Linked DNA regions of Drosophila melanogaster: region 1 is linked to region 2. Evidence: chromatin contacts called from public Hi-C data. All regions are on one chromosome and are shown on one strand. The core of a region is the stretch at or near the end of the contact, and the rest is flanking DNA. Distances in the headings are between cores, read along the strand shown. Region 1 holds the start of daw (dawdle). Region 2 holds the start of sau (sauron).

Region 1 (5,545 bases), core at 1,116-3,615, 580 kb before region 2:
GCTTAGCATGCGATTCTGGGCAATCCTAATCGGATTCGGTTAATAGATGCGCATTTCAAATACATAGTGTGTCTGTTTTCCAATTTAAATGCGAATGGGAAATTCATGAGTATTTCGGTTGGGAATTTCATCAGCCAGAATTTCTGGTCTCGGCTAAATGTGAAGCAGTCGAGTAAGGTCAAGAAAAGTATTTTGAAGGCCGGCAGATCACGAGTTATATTATACCGCCTATTCGATTTAGCCTTAAATGCTGAACACGTGCCCGATTCGCTTGTCACGAACTGTGATTTTTCTGAACCCAATTAGATCATCGAGACGAATAGAAATGATCTATACTATACGGAGGAGAAGGTCCGTTTAATTGATAGAAATTTTGTAGGCCTCAGCGAATTCTGGCAACATTGTTGGTGCGGCTTAAGCAAAAGCAAATTAATAGGGGTTCTTGTTAGGAAATAATACAATAAACAACTATAAGTATTGCATACTCCCCAATTTCATATTAGATTATGACACCTTTGACTTGCACAATTAAGTTTAGTTTTACGTGTTCCCATAAGTTACATAAGGTATTACACTTTTCCAGTGGCCCTTTTCCAATTTAAATGACGTCCTGGCCTTCAGCATATGTCGCACCACTTATCAACTCATCGCATATTTTTCCACAACCTACGTAGATTGCCACGTTCCAAAATCTGCTCCATTTTGTTTTTTCCAACACAACCAACCTGACGTCGATTAAAGCGACTGGGGGCCACATAATGACGGATCAGATCGGATGGGATGGGATCTGATAGAATGGATGGGGATCGGATCAGGAAGCAGGGCTTGGATTGTAGCACACACGCGACATGTGACACGTTTTGTACGTACTCTTCGTTTTTGACGTAACTCGAGCTGTCCGCACTGCACTGGACTTAATGACTGACTTGACTGACCGACTTATCAAAGGCAGGAATCGAAGCCGAGGCGTGCGACTGCGATGTGATGGGGGCCCGCGGAAAAGGGGTGCCGCTGGGAAGGGGGACAGAAGTTGAAGAAGGTCATTTAACGCCCGGCAGTCATGGCTACGTCATCGAGCACGCCACCAGCGCGTGATCAGAAGCAAAAGCTGTAGTGAAGACTCCGCGGTTGCCATGTCGATGCAAATCGGAGCAAAAAACTGCTGTGCCTGTGAATGGGGAGTTGGGGGTCTGGCGATGCGTCGATTGGAGGTGCAAAGTACAGCCGCTTGATGGAGATGGCTTCTTGACTAAGCGACTCTGCTTGGGGGTTTTCCATGGGCCTGCCCGTATCATTTTCGCATTAATTACGGGGCAGCTGGGACTGGATGTGGGGCTGGGACTCGGACTTGGAGTGGGGCTATCGTAATTGCCGGCAATTATCACTTGCATTTCTTCTTCGCGCGCAGCAGTTGAATGCACTGCGACAAAAACACGGCTGCTTCCATCGGTTTTTGGCAATAAATCACGGCGATCACGCCGTTCTCGCCGATCAGCGGTTGGGAGCATGCCACGATCTGGACTTTGGAACCGCTCACGGAGATTGCCCCGATTGCCAGAAGCCAGAGGCCCGAAGCGTCGCAAATTAATCTGCCATAATACTTTTCTCGCCACACGCTCATCGGCGATGCTACCATAAATCAAGTGCAGGATTAAATAAGATCATCATTGGTAGCAACTAAATTTGGCCAATGACTCTCGACGTGGCCGAAATTCGCCAAGAGCTTTTGGAGGTTATGCGCCTGGGTTATAGGCTCGAAAACTATCAATCAATCAATCGGTGATAGATAGGCCTCTGATCGATAAACCATTCACTGCATGATTAGTTTTTAATTACGGCATGATATTCCAAAAGCGAAACTAGAAACTTCCCTGCGATTTGGTAATAACTGATATTGAGCATTAGACTGCTAAAAAAAATATACAATTTCTAGTATCCCATGTTGAGGCTGATTCCATAATTCACATTTTTGGCACTTTTATTTAAACTTCTTACACAATAAGCCCTTGTGTTATGTAACTCACCCAAATTAATAATCCATTGTCAAAATGCTTGAATAACTTAGCACATTGTTTGCAATCTTCTGCGAAAAGGGATGCTTATCAAATGTCCTTGAGTGATTCTACAATCGATTGTCCGTTTATTTGTTTTCGCAAATCACTTTCGCAAACTCATTATTGTTTTGAATTTCACCACTTGAACTTGATTTCCTCAAAATGACGAGCTGATATTTCGCTGAGCAAAAACAAATGTTTTGAAGAAACATAAAGTATTATTCGTTCACACCAAGTTTCATGTACGATTTGCACGATTTGAATAATTTTCGATCCGATCGTTGGGAACGTCTGCGTGTGAATAATTCGACGATGGGCGGCGCAGCGGCCACAAAAGCCTGGAGCGGTACGACTAACGGTATCTGTGGGGAGCGGTATGGGTGTGAGTATGGGCCTGGGTATGGGTATGGGTATGGGTATGGCCCACTCTTCGGGCGGCAGACAGTTGAGTTTCAGTTTGTTTGATAACAGACACGCCGCCGATCATTGGCGCACTCCGCTGCTCTGCGTTTTAAGCGATGCGCAATTCTACTTTGCTTCCAGCAAGTGCGACAGAGAGAGAGAGAGGGAGAGCAGGGAGAGCCACTGATAATGGGTGGCTTTCCCCCCTGGCCCACACAGCAGCGTTTTAGGTCCGGTTGGCTCCCATCCGATCGCCTCCTGCATCGAACACCCACGCCGCTCGAGGCTGGAGCATCGAACAAGTTCGCTGGCCGGCGCTACATGTTCGATGGCCGTTCGTGAGTTCGAGCTTGTTGGGAATGAGGATCGAGCCCCAGCATTCGTCACCCAAAAACGTGAGCTGACGTCGTGCCGGTGGGGTTTTATCGCTCGATCCAACCGGTCCAAAGTTCAGCGGCAGTCCAGTCCAGCGGATTGCCTTTGACTTTCCCTGATAGCCGACATTGCCTAATGGCGATTGGTTCTCACAGCCAAAGCGATACCATCGCTTTCTTTTGATGGCCCAATGTCTATTAATAAGCGGTACTAGCGAGAGGTATGACTAAAATTGACGTATAACCATGAATGCTAGAAGAAAGTACATATGTATCATCGAAGAATATGCAAACAATGTCGTGTAAAAGACTGAACAATTAGATGTAATATAACGAATGAACTAAGTATACTCAATTTCAGACTCCACCCTACGTATGCCTTCCTGTTTTTGTTTAGCTCTTGGCCAGCTAATCGCTTTCCTCTTGACCAATTTACGATGTGGCTTTTACGACGTTTGGGGTTTCTTGTTTTTAACTTGCTGGCTGCTTCAATTGATTACCATGTGTGATATCATAATTTTGAAGTTTTCACGCCCGTCGAGCATGGGTCTCTTGAGATTACCTCGGAGGACAATAGTATGTAAATGGCTAATATTAATTAAATGCTGGCTCTGATTGCGTATCGCTGTGTTTCACTTTCAAACCTCATGCCAATCGACTGATTAAGTCCGTTCCGAGTTTTGTTTACCTTGAGATTTCACAATAAAGCATTCACCTCAAATATAATGCGATGGAATCGCACAATATACCTTTCGTGATTTGTATACTCAGGATCGAGGCAAAATCTCACTCGAAACGTCTAATTTTTAAATGTGGCGCGCGTGCTGAAAAACACGTCACAATGCACGGCTTATCGTGGCCGGGCCTCTGGAATTTCAGTTTTTAATTAAAACAGTGTTTTGGTGTCATAATTAAGTCAACAATATATGATGCTTATACCCTTGATAGGGGTACTATGACTTTAGTTACACGTTTGAACTGCAAGCTTAAAGTTACCTTAAACATCTAAAGATTCATTCTAATATTTTCTGAACTATTCATCGCTTCATTTGATTATAAATGGCCTTATTCGTCTAGACTTTGGCCTTGCATTTGATCAGGAAAATTCTATGACTGTCTAGTGAGCATTTGATTCAAATTACAGATCAGGAAAGTAAAGTCTAAGAATGTGAACTCAAAAAATAGAGTTATTGAAACGATTTGAATCTATTTCTACTATTCCTGGTTTAATAGGTTAAGAAGAGGGCCAGCAGAACAAAGTCTTCTGATTACAGAGGATTTCTTGTTGACAACCGGAAAGTAGCCAGACAAAACACAAATATACACTGTTTTTTATATATTCATTTTGATAACCATTGATAACACCCACGACTTTCGATTTAATTATAAAAAGTAATTTCAAAAATCATTAAAACGTAGATTATTAGAGTATATATTGCATAGTAAAAAATTAATCGAGGCTGCAATATGTGTGAATATATTTTTATTATTTTAAATTGCAATTTTATTTGAAAACTGCCTGATACATCGCCAAAAAAAAACACTTTTAATTTGTCATAGTTGCTGAAAATTACACTCAAAACTCATAACTTAACCCAATAAAATATAAACAACAAGTATCTATTTTAATCACAGTGTTGAAAATGACTAAGCACCCATCGAAATTAAAGGCACTAATTAAAGCTGAAAACTAATTAGCAAACTAATTAACACTTTGAGGCCTTTCGACCGAACAGGTGTGACTCCGATTGTGGTCTGTTCATGTGAACTGAGCGTGGATCCTCAAGGAGATAATCGAACTGGAGCCAAAAATAATTCAACAGCTCGGACTACAAGAAGTGAAATTAATTAAAATTTTTAGCTGAATAAGGGGCCACTTAATCAGCTCGCTGGGGAAACTTTCCGTTCGCTCTGTAAGTGCGAACAAATTGATATTGAGCGTAGTAATTGCGGAGCCATGAACGGAATTGACAACTTGGACTTTGGAGCACTCGAGATGAGGCGCCTGCATCTACCCATCCCTCCATCCATCCCTTCATCCATCCATCCATCCAACCATCCATCCAGACAGACAGGCTAGACGAGATCGGGCGCAGATCGAAACTGAGCCGCGCAAGTGAATATCTTTTGGTGGGACCAAAGTCCACTTACGAGTCATGCGCCAGTCGTGTGTGAACCAAATTCGAATCTTATTTTATCGAATCGTCTCACTCAATTCACTCAATCATCTGGGCTGCACCCAAAGCAATTAGCCAAGGCGTCCGAGTGCCAAGGCGTCCACGCATGCACCTCGTGTCTGCCGGAATTTCGAGTTCCCAACCGCTCGAGATGATGAACGCGCCAACCCGTGACGTTGCTCCTCCGCCAGATGACGATGATGACGATGACGACGACGACGTCAAGTTGCCTTTGTTGTCACCTCTTTTTGCATTTGTTGAAAATAGCACAACGCTCTTTATCGCCGACTAGTGTGGCGAAGCGACCCGATCTAAAATTAGCATCCACGAATATAGCGTTTCATTTCCACTTATTTTCGAATTGATGTGGTCAGTTTTTATGGCCCCCGAGTGACACTCGAGCCAATCCGTACCACATGCCCAAAGTTTGCGGGACAGGTGCTAATGAATGGTATATCTAGATTGTATAAGAATTAGTGCTTACTTGGAAAACGGAAAGATTATTCGGGTGCGCTTTGTTTAGTTTACAATTAGAATG
Region 2 (5,924 bases), core at 2,260-4,759:
TTAGAATTCTTGAATATATCCAAGTCTAGTTACGCACCTTCTTCACCAGGCGACATTTGACAACATTGTCGCTCAGCGGATGTGTCGTCATATCGAAGAGTAGAAAATTTTGCTTTTCCGTCGTGAGCACACCCTTCTCCACCAGATTTTTGGCCAGACGTTCGCGTACATTTTTCAGTTGGTAGCGCAATTTCAACGGATTCCAGGTTTCACCTGCCACAACAATAGGTTATACAAAACATACTTGGCGAAATGGCAGGCGCCTAAATACACACCACTAAGATATTCAATCCAGCTCTGCACCGTCTCCGGGGGATCTGTTTCCTTAATGTGTTTAAGTGCCTCATCGAGTAGAACGTCTCCCGTCTGCTGATCCGATTTCAGTATTAATTTCCTGTTGGCGAATTGAAGTTAGCATGCTTCTGAAAGGATGTGGAAACTAGATTTCTATACATACCTTGTACATAGACCACGTCGCCGCATTCCAGATTTCTCGATCATCACGCGACCTCGCAGTCCAAGCTCTATGAGAATGCATCCGCGCAAGCCGCTTGATATGCAGTCGTTCCAGAAAGATGTGTAGCCCTGAAAGTAATTAAAAATGCTATTAGATTCAAGCTATTTGATTGGCCTGGATGGGCATCTAAAAATAAGAATGTGTGAATGCGTTACTTGTTTATTTTTTAAAATTTTATTAAATTCTATCTAACATAAATGTAAGTACAAACTTCATTAACAAATGGTTACTGTCTCATGTTTCAAGGTTTTGAAATATATTTGAGCAAGTCTATGGTTTGGCCTTTTCACTTGTGTTGGGCGTAAAAGAAATGAATAATTACCCTGTTGCCGGGGTCGTAAAGCTCCCAGACGAAAGTATTCAGTTGTTAAAACATTAAACACTTGAGTTTGTTTAGGCCTTGCCCACAGAAGTGTATGAACTGTCAATTTAAAAAATACAATGCTTATCTAGCTAGTATAAATGAAAAAACGAACAAGAAGAGTTATGTTATAACCACATAAAAAATCAATTACAAAAATTACTCTTGTTATTAACGCTTGAAAAGCTATGATAATTGGAAGGTATAGATAGATACCTCAACCACGTTTCAATGCCATTTCACGATTTTAAAATAATTTATATAACAATCGCTCAGATGATTGATAAGGAATCGTTCCGAACGAAAGGTATAAAAGTGAATCATTTGCAAAGAACACGTCGCTTATCAGTTCGGCAGTTCGAGATATTGAAATTTTCCTAATGGATGGTGTGGGTAGAAGCCAAGTACTTTGTATAATTTCGAAAATGAGTGACGTACTGACATAAGAAAAGCCCGAAACGGATGAGAGCTAGGCAGAGGAGAGCAGCACTTGATAGTATGTACTTCCTCAAACAATTAACCAAATGGACAAAATCTTCGCGATAAGAGCGCTCGGAAGGGGAATGTAAAACAAAAGCGGGCAACACGTCCCACTGTTTCCAGCTCGTATCCCTCTTATGCGAAGGGAGAGGAGGTGGCAGGGATGGAGGTGTGGGTGGTCACACAAATACACTGCGGGCAAAATGATGAAAACAAATAGACGTGGTGCCAGCCACAAAGGCACATGTGTGCATTCCTATGTGGTACAAGCGAACAGCAATTGAGCGATAAAGCTGTGTGCCAAGTGAAATATAAAAACCGAATTCAATGGAGAAATGCGAATCTGCCTGTTCGCCATAATGGGTCACGTATGGATGATGGTTCGCATTTACGGACATCATCCCGCGCTATACGTAGATTTATGAATATTACAAACCTATGCAAATTAACCACTTATTGGAAAACTCGTTTGACGAAACCGTTCTCCGTGCTGCGCGGAGTGAAGTTCTCGAAGAGATATGTATGTATTTATAGCCACAACTGCCAACCGAAGAAGTATTAGAGCGCTATCTTTCCAACAACTAAGAACGTTGGCAACAATTCTAAGAATCTTTTTGATTTGGCACTGGAAGCAATTGCGCGATAGTGTAACACATAAAATAAACCTATTATATACTATATATAAATATATCATCACTTATTTGGGAAGTACATCAAAGTATTACAAAGGGCAAGTAATGGGTTCTATAGATTAGAATGAACGGCTGATTAGACCTTAACAGATGGAGCACACTATTAATTAATGCAAAAACAAAAGTGGTTAAGAAAATGGTGTTGGCAGTCTCACTGATTGCGCATTAGTCAGCAGGCTGGTCAAAAGATTTCATAGTGCATTGCTTAACAAACTGGAAAAGCTAAGAGAAGTGGCTAAGACATGGCATAAAATGTTTATCTGTAGGACAGATAAACATTGTTGCCCCCATAACTGAAGTGATAAGTTACCCCCCTGTATCCAATTTTCACTACGCCCCTGCTGGAAGATGGACTGCGTTGCACTTGGGGCCAAGCAAGAGGTTGCGAAAGAGAGAAATCGTGAGAGCGACAGAGAGAGAGAGACGTCGGTTAACAGGTGAAGAAGAAGCACTTATGTTGCGAAAGAAACCAATTAATTAGTGCATCCCAAGCAGATAAGAGATAAGGAGCACACCCACCTCCTTGTCCTTGAGTCCCAGCAGCAGAACCTCCTCCATGAGCGTTAGTCGTGTTTCCTTGGAGTCGCCATCGTCGATATTGTCCTCCTGGTCCTTTAGGTTGTCCAGTGCATCCTGGTTGTCGTCCGGCGTGTTGGCATTCAACCCACCCTCCGCCCCACCGTTTTCGCGGGGTTTCACCGAGCGACGCACCAATCCGTCGGAGCGATTCATTCCGGAGAGTTGGGTTGGGTAGTCGGGAAGTTCGGATCGATGGAGTTTTGGAGATGTGGGATGCGAGCGGAGCACCTATGTTTTTCTGCTGCTGCTCTTCTTCCTCTTTCCTCGTTTTGTGTGTGTGGCACAATTTGCTGACTCGACGTTGGGAGTTTCACAGTGTGTGTGTGTGTCTGTTTGCGCGAGTGCGGGTGTTTGCGTTTTTCTCTGTGTACTTGTGTCTTGTGTTTTTGTGTGTTGTTGTTTTCACTGACTCTTTTGCGCCCCCTTTATTTTGTATTCTTTTGCACACACGCACTTTTCACACTATCGCAAAAATGCAGGCCCTAAACTGCGTTTCGTTGTTGCTGCTTTGCTCGGCGTTTTTGCGCTGGGAACTCGACGGTTTGATTTACAATTTGGTGGCCCGTACTAATGGTGCATTTGCATTGGCCTTGCATTTACTGGGAATATGCGAGTGCCTGCGCGAAATAAGCTTTTTCCTATTATTTGTGTCTTTTGTCGACGTTCCGACGTGACATGATTTCCGCACTTTTCAGTACTGGCAATTTTCCAGACCTTAAGTGTTGGATAACGTTTTGCTTCTAGAGGTGCTGTTAAAACGAAATTAATTTAACTTTTACTCTTAATTTTTTGTAATTCAGCTTAATTTATTTAATCGTAAAGTTTTTGTTTGAATGATATTACAGTTCCTTGTCCATACTAAGGGTTTGGTAATGTTATGAATCCGAACCGATAGTTTGTCCGATAGTTGTAATCGCTGTATGACTCATCTCTAACGGAAACACAAAATAAAACCTACTACAATTTGTTGCATTTTGCCTAAATTCGTCACAAACACTGCCGTTAAAACGTTTATAATGTCCTACTTGACCAATTTCAACAGTGATACTGCCAAGCAAATTCTTATGGACATAATACGCTGTGTAAATCAGCCGGAAAACTCGAAGAAACTCTCAGAGGCAAAGGCTTCCGCTGGAAAAGAGATGATTCTCATGATGCAGCACGTAAATACCAAGCAAATCAAAACAAATAACCAAATAGTTTAACATAATACATTGCAGGTTTTTCCATTGGTGATGCAACTCCAACTGGAGGTCATTAAGGGTCATGGGTTTCCTGGAAACCGCGAGGGATTAGTCCAGTTCTCCCAGCTCATCAGAGAAATGGAAAGGGACGACATGGAAATCGTACGCCTGCGCAGTCAGATCCGCGCCATATACCTGCCCCCCATAGCTATAAACACCACCAACGACATCCTAATCTAAGCGTGGGGTAAATCCCCCAAACAAGACTGCAATTCTGCCCCCCGGTGGGTTTTTTAATATACTTTAAGCGACTTTTAATATTTGTAGCCCTTTTCATTTGAAGAAACTATATTCATTTTCAATTATGCCTTAACGTCATCTAGAAAATCTTATTTTCAAAGAATATTGAAATACTTCTCTAATACAGATTTCTGAAACAGGCCACCAAAATAGACTTAAGCTTGATATTCTTATAAAATGCATTTCTTTTGATAAGTTTGTGATCTTTTTTGTGTATTTTTTGTTGATGTACAAATGTTTTTCTTGTTCTTGCTAACAATAAGTAACATGGCAAAGGTTGCTATAAACAATTAAGGATCTGTGCCGTTCCATCGTCAGCTTTTAGGATCTAGGATATGTCGATCAGTCACGGCGATAAATTAAACAGTTTTCTTTCGTACCTATACAATAAGTTCCTTAAGAGCTATACTTTTATGTACACGTCAAGTAGTGAGCTGCTCGTCCAGCCTTCATCTTATAAACAATTAGGCGAGGATAATTAGTAACAATGTGAAATCCTAATGCGCGCTAGCACCATTTGTGGTGCTGGCATTATTGTTATTCCCGTTTTCGAGGTCTGTAGCCGTCAGTTTAGCCGGATTAATGTTTTTTATGTCGTTTCCGTTCAGTTTATGCTGCAAATGCTGCAGCTGCTGGGCGAGGTGCTCGTTCTCCGCCTGCGTAATGCTGTCAACATCAATGGACATCGACATAGGTGAGTGGGGCGTAAGCGGAGTCACTGGATTGCTGACGCACAACTCCTCAATGGTGGAGTCGCTGTTACTTGAGGGCGTCGAGGAGCGTGACCGCACTGGATACGAATCGTCCAGGGGCAGAGCAAAGCCCTGGGTGATCATCAGATCGGCAATATTTAGTTCAGAGTTGTCGGCTGGATCGAATAGTTCCACTCCGGGCAGCGGGGTTCCCTCCTTGGCAGCAGCACTTACAGCGGTGGTTGCCCGTGGACGCTCCTTGTAGGTCACCACTCGAGCAATCAGCTTTCTCCAATGTGCCACTACAAATGTTCGGTGTTTAGTCAAAAATATATCTAGCAACTGTTGCTGAAATCATACCCTCTGTCAGCTCTTCGAACTTTGCGATTGAAGACTTTGGCCACGTAATAGGCTCCGTCTGGATGGTAGATTTTACATTGGCCAAGAAGCATTCAACGGCTTGGAACCTAAAATAGTGAAATATAAATTTATGTCTATCCAATCAGTCGAACTGCTTACCTGAGCGTGAGGAAATCAGTGCGCAGCTCGCAGATATCAGCTGGCGAAATATATTCGCTATCTCCATAGTCCACGAAGTAGAGATCGATCACCTGCTCCTTTGGATTGTACTGGTTAGGCATAATGTCCACGATTTCTGCGCGATACCACTTCTCGTCGAACTTAAACACGGCTGCCACAATCTGACCCACATATGGAGCAGTCAGCACGTGCTTGGCCCTGTTTTCAGCACTACTATAATAGCTGGTCATCTCCTGGACCATGCTATCGAGCTTCTTGGACTGCGGTCCGATAAGCTGAACCCAGAATTTAGTGGGCGAGGCCACCGCGGAGACATAAACCTCCATTGGCTTACCCTCGCCCTTGGAGGCCATTAGCTTGTCTCTGGGCTGAGTGTGAGAGCTTAGGGATGTCTGGGAGGAGTACATGCTGGACGCAATGCTGTTGGTGGGAGATCTGCGGGGCTCCCGACGCTGTTCCACCTCCTCCATGGACCGCACGAGTTCCTCATCCTCCTCTATCTGATCATCCAGCATTTTTCGGGCTATGTTCACTTGCTTTTGATTGCCGATAATCGTAATCTTGGCCTTTCCATTCCGC

What was found. Hi-C and Micro-C count contacts between places; a contact is called where the count stands out from the background.
Region 1: a Hi-C map of the Kc167 cell line shows a contact between it and region 2, with 8 times the contacts expected there. A contact is called at or near these places in 2 of 107 Hi-C or Micro-C datasets (the D17-c3 cell line and the Kc167 cell line).

The regions. Positions count from the first base shown.
Region 1 is chr2L:2,802,081-2,807,625 of dm6, reverse strand. It overlaps daw (dawdle), which reads right to left and starts at 2,365. Exons shown (of 5, transcript NM_001273038.1): 1 at 2,025-2,365.
Region 2 is chr2L:2,223,927-2,229,850 of dm6, reverse strand. It overlaps sau (sauron), which reads right to left and starts at 3,509. Exons shown (of 5, transcript NM_001014460.3): 1 at 2,570-3,509; 2 at 458-585; 3 at 276-394; 4 at 38-213. The coding sequence starts at 2,782. papi (papi,) reads right to left here. Exons shown (of 5, transcript NM_164461.2): 3 at 5,325-5,924; 4 at 5,166-5,272; 5 at 4,307-5,107. The coding sequence ends at 4,611. CG15387 reads left to right here and starts at 3,557. Exons shown (of 2, transcript NM_001103588.2): 1 at 3,557-3,792; 2 at 3,850-4,306. The coding sequence starts at 3,646. The coding sequence ends at 4,053. It also overlaps asRNA:CR44114.